Regions from separate parts of the Drosophila melanogaster genome. Here region 1 is linked to region 2. A link is a contact called in public Hi-C data. All regions are on one chromosome and are shown on one strand. The core of a region is the stretch at or near the end of the contact, and the rest is flanking DNA. Distances in the headings are between cores, read along the strand shown.

Region 1 (2,700 bases), core at 49-2,548, 290 kb after region 2:
AATCCAATCCGCCGCCCGTCTCCTTGCCAAGCTTCGCCTTATCCTGACTCTCGGTCCAAGCTTTGGCGATCATCTGCTTCGTCTTGGAGTCACCGTCGTTGTACATCTTCTTCATGATGTTAACAAGCGCCGATTCGGGATTGTCGCCATCTTTGGACAATTCGCTGTCCTTCTTTTGCTTCAAACGCTTCTGGATAGCGGTGAGCACATCCCAGTGCTTGTCCTCAACCTTCTGCAGATAGATGGCCACCATGTCGGTCTTGATCTTTCGGTAGCTCTTCTCCACATCGATACTGTGCAGCAGATTGTTTACGGTCAGCCCAAAGTCCTTGCCCTGAAGATCGCGCACATGGAGCTGCAACGAGTTAGGTGTGTAGGTGACTGTCACATTCTCCTCCGTGCAGCCCTGCACTCCGTTCAAGGTGATGAAGAGCTTCACGAACTTGGCGCTCTGGTCCCAGCCGTAGTCGGTCAGCTCGTGCAGATATCTGGGCGATCGAAATGGGGATTCATTAGTGGGGCTTGCATGGTTTAAGAAATCTCTGCCCATATATAGTGATGTAGAAAGATGTGGAACTACATTTGGGATATGGACTAATCCCGAAGAGATTTTGTGTTTCGGTCGATTGGGTGTTGGGTTTCTTGGACCTCATGGATTTGCTCACCTCTTGGCTTCGCTCGACCCGGTGGCCTGTCGCTCTGCCGCAATTTTGGCCTTCAACTCCAGATTGACAATCTCCCGTTCCGCCTCCGCTTTAGCGGTGGTCAGCACGTCTTTTACGCGGGCACCTTTCGCCTGCTGCAGGAAGGCCGCCAGCTCGGCCACATCGCTTTTCAGCTGTGTTATTCGATGGGTGTGGGGTTATTTCACTGATGGCTCGTTTTTCAACAACTCGGACTTACCTGTTCCAATGACATTTTGTTTTGTCTGAATAACAGTTGATTAATTTTGTAGGTTCGCAGAAATTTCGAGCAATTCAATGACGCCGGCGCCCGTGGTGAATGTACTAAAAAACGATTAACGCGTGGCGAGCACGGAGCACACTGCGAAAAATACTATTTCACGGTATTTTCAGTATATCAAGTGCCAGCTTTGGTGCACAAAATGTTACATTTAATTATTAAATGTATATATTACTACGACAAAGGGTTGTTTTGTTTTAGAGCTTACTAATGTCAAATTAGAAATACGTGATATTTGAATCCAAGAATGGGCAGATGACTAGTAAATCATGATCCATTATTAATTGATATGATTTTTGTTATAAACTTCTACTTCCGCCGGAAAAGCGATTTTCCCGCCAAACCAGGGTGACCAGTTGGAGGCAGCACACAAGCAATTTTGGTATTACATCCCCGGCGGACGGCGAGCACACTGATCCATAATCTCGAAAAAACCATCGATGGCATCGAACCGGCTGGAACTGAACCATCGATATTATCAGTAGCGCCATCGATGGTTTGATAGCACCTCAGCTCCCGCGGAACGCCGACCAGAACACACGATTCAGACAATACGACCAGTGACCAGAGTTGTTCATGTGCTCCATCCAGGGTATCCACATACAACCAACGGACGCTGCGCCACAGCCAGAGTTCCGGGATTAAAAGGGCGGCGCAGCAGGACTCCGGATTGGAAACAAAAACTATCCAAGTGAGTAGAGGAGTTGTCATCTCAGTTACTGCTGCCGCTCGTCCATACGGCAAATGTCAAAACTGTTCAACCGTTCGGAAACACTTTGCTTTACACTTTGGCCTGGCCGAGAACAGAAATTTTTTAATAAAAAAAATTCCGTGTCAAAATTTGCTCTTTTTAGGCACTTTTTTTTTCTGTAAAAACCGCCATAAAACCACCACAAGCACCATCAATACGCCGATGCCCAAGAAGATTGTGCTCCTGAGGAACAATGGCCGATCGAGTTATGTGCCAGGAGTTGGCCACACCAGGCAGTCACTATCGTCGCCCCAAAACGGGAGTGCCCAGCACCAATGTGGTGTACGCCAATGGTGGCGGATCCTGGCGTGCGGCGCCAAGGCAAACCCAAAGGCTGCCGCGCCAGACCGTTCAGCAATATGCCACCGGCACTCCGGCAACTGGAAGCGCGGGCAGGCATTCGGGCAGAGCATTCGCCACTGCGGGCGCCACCGAGGAGCAGACAGTGGAATTCAATGGAGCTGCAGTCATGGGTCTGCCCGCCACGCCGCGTACAACCAAACAGGCACGCAACAAAAGCGAAGGTAAGTTCAGTTGCTGATCCAACTTGTTAGTGCATACAGATGAATTTAATTGGTTGTATTTTGCTGCAGAAGCCATCAATGATCTCCTCACACGAATCCCGGACATTGGCAAGCTGTTCGATGTTCACAGCCGGATTGGCAACGGAACCTTTAGCACGGTGCTGCTGGGCACACTGCGCCGGGAATCGCATCTGCCGGACAGTCTGCGTCGCAAGTTCGCCATCAAGCATCACATACCAACCAGTCATCCGGATAGGATAATGAAGGAGTTGCAGTGCATGACCAAAATGGGGTAGGTTCCTCATTTCGTTTCCCCACTTGGTGTCCTGTGTCCTTTGCCCTCCCGTATCCTTATAGTATCGCCCGACTGGTTGTAAACCAAACAACCAACCACCCACCCCACCCACGCACGCCGCTTCGTCCCCTCGTCTGCGTCAAACGCCGTTAAACGACGTCAGCCGC
Region 2 (2,700 bases), core at 200-2,699:
TCGAAATAATCTACAGATCTAATAAAATAGCATTGCGATTGCTTACCACTACCGCTGCCATCAGCTTCGGTGCTAACGCTGCTAAAGTCCAAAGATTGTGGATGAATCGCGCGTTGGACCTGGACGGGATTCTGGGCCACTCGGGCAGAAGGCGCCACACTGAGCAGTGCCAACTCGATGGATCCTTTGCTGCTGTTGTAGGTCAGGTCGCCCAGGGGATGGGGTGTGACCAGGACGTTTCCGGAGGCGGGTATGGTGTCCACCAGGAAATCCGTTTGAGTGGCCTTGGCACTGGTCGCCGATCGAATGTGGTACATGAAGTGGTGCTGTGAGTTGTCCTGCTGGCGCCTAAGCTTCTGCTGGCATTCGCTTAGCTCGGTGCGCAGGGTCTCGAAATTGCACTTCATCTTCACAAAATCATCTGTCTTTCTGTCCAGTCGTTCCTGGACATACTCGTTGAAGCCCTGCAGACGCTTCGCTTCTACTCTCAATGAGTTGATCTTTTGCTGCAGGCTCTCGTTCTCGGCCAGCAATCGATCAAAGCTGCTGCTAGAGTTGTTTGAATTGGAATTGTAATTCGAATCGGAGTTGGAGTGAGTCTGGCAGTTTTTGTCCACCTTGAAGTCACCATCATGGACATACACCTGCTGCAATGTGGGCGTTAGACTCTCCGGCATAGAGTTCACTCGCTGGAATCCGGCGAACTTCACATTGCGTCTCTTTTGGTCCTGCGCCTGGATCTCCGCTATGTACTGGCCCACCTTGCTGGTCACGTGCTGGAAGCGGCGCTTCGTGTAGGCCGAATGGATGTCCTGGTAAGAGACCGCCTTGCTGGAGCGCCCGCTGCCCAATGGAGCCTTCTCGCAACCCAGTTTATGATCATCGCCTGGTTGAATAAGAAAGGATACATGTTAGCACTAGCTAATTGACTGTGCCCATTGAATGAAGTACCCATTATACATCGAGACATGGAAGTACCAAAATTATACATATATGAGATATGTTTGATGGGAATATTTCTCCCATTGTAGTTAAGCAAGTGTAGAGAGAGAGCGAACACTTCTTACCATCGACATCCTCATCATAGTCGTCCTCATCCTCCTGATCACGACCCACGGGATCGCTTACGCATGTCTTGGCGCTCTTGTTGGCCACATCCCCATCCGCATCAAAGTCTGGATCCGCGTAGCAGATCTCCAAAAATGGCGCTGTATCCCGCTCGAAGACTGCGGGCTTATGGTGCTCCGCGAACCAGGTATTCCTGGCGCCACTGCTACTCAAATTGTTCAGCTGGTCAAACAGCTCGTCCGTCGGAAAACTCTCGTCCTGTAGACTCATCGCTTTTTATGCGGAAATCCGAAAAGCGGGGGAAATAATACAATTAACACGAGACACAAAATTACACGCGGATTCCAATTGGAGCGGGAAAGGCGCCGTTACATTCTGGCTAACTGGAAACTGGCTAGTGTGACCATTTCCAATCAGTGAAAATCATTGTCAGGGTAAATTCTATTTTTAAATTAGACAAAATTTAAATTAGACAATAAAAATAAAAATAAGCTAGGTGGTAGTAATTGAAAAAAATTAATTTCAATTAAATATGGCAGCGAATTGAAAAAATACCATATTAAGCTTTCGACTGGCATAAAAATATACTAGACATGGGAAGGCATAAAAATGCACTAACGCCGGATGTCAGCGAACAACATGAGTTGGTCACCTTAACGTTACATCATGTGCATTTAAAAAAAATTAATAATATTAACTAAATTTCGTGAAATTGCTTCTCTGCAACTGGATTCTAGTCGGCAATGTACGGTTATTGGAAGTTCGAACCACGCTTTCCACAATTTGCCATTTGAAAACGCATCAGCTGAGGGGCAGCAATTAAAAGAATCGAACAACCGGAGAGGAAAATAAATACAAATATAAAATAAAACAAATACAAATATGAGCGAGAGTGGCATTAATCAGGTTAGTTGATAGAGCGAGAGGGCAGATTAAACTTTATCAACTCGATTTACGCACACAGATGTAAATTGTCAGAAAAAAGAAAAACCAAAAACATTAGATTATTATACTTTTTTCGCCTATATTTGTTTGCAGCGCAATTGGACCACGTGTGTGTGTGTGCGTGCAATTTGCGTTGCGGTATTTTCCTTTTCGCCAAATACAGTGCACTCTCGACATAGCGAACAACAAATCAATAGTTTATGTTCTCTCTAAGATATACTTAGCAAACACATGCTTGATTTTGTAGCGCACATTTTGTTTAACACTTAAACCACTCAAGTTGAGCTTATCTGGTGCGCACTGTATTCAATCGTTTTGTTTTTTCTTTCGTGTCATAATTTTTCATTTAATTTCGTTTCAGTTTTATGACGTTGATTTTTGAGCAAATACCCCCAAAAGCAATATAACACACAATAAACAGAGATAGTTAAGTTTTGAGTTTCGGGTTGGCGGCGAAGTTGCAGAAGTTGGAAGTCTGAACAACCAAATCCCCTGGGCTGCATACCTTTTGTTTTGTATCGCAATTCTCTTCTTCTACCAAAAAACCATCTGCTAAACCGAATCAACCATAAACCGGATCCCGAAATGGCGGCCTACTTGAACCGCACCATCTCGATGGTGACCGGGCAAACGGGCCCCGCCGACGACGACCGTCACGCCTCCTCCACGGACACGGTGGACAAATCC

Evidence for each region. A called contact is a pair of places that touch in the nucleus more often than the background predicts.
Region 1: a contact with region 2 is called in a Hi-C map of the Kc167 cell line, with 4 times the contacts expected there. The contact joins the promoter of Cdc7 here to the promoter of swa in region 2. A contact is called at or near these places in 47 of 107 Hi-C or Micro-C datasets (the D17-c3 cell line, the Kc167 cell line, the ML-DmBG3-c2 cell line and 17 more) and 1 of 6 datasets of contacts at active chromatin or transcription factors (the Kc167 cell line).

Annotation. Positions count from the first base shown.
Region 1 is chrX:6,653,243-6,655,942 of dm6, forward strand. It overlaps Cdc7 (Cdc7 kinase), which reads left to right and starts at 1,299. Exons shown (of 4, transcript NM_167080.2): 1 at 1,299-1,654; 2 at 1,818-2,238; 3 at 2,308-2,530. The coding sequence starts at 1,908. It overlaps CG3226, which reads right to left and starts at 1,006. Exons shown (of 3, transcript NM_132104.4): 1 at 904-1,006; 2 at 666-838; 3 at 1-488. The coding sequence starts at 918.
Region 2 is chrX:6,364,259-6,366,958 of dm6, forward strand. swa (swallow) reads right to left here and starts at 1,450. Exons shown (of 3, transcript NM_078505.4): 1 at 1,068-1,450; 2 at 47-886. The coding sequence starts at 1,338. Marf (Mitochondrial assembly regulatory factor) reads left to right here and starts at 1,691. Exons shown (of 8, transcript NM_206635.3): 1 at 1,691-1,813; 2 at 2,375-2,700. The coding sequence starts at 2,599.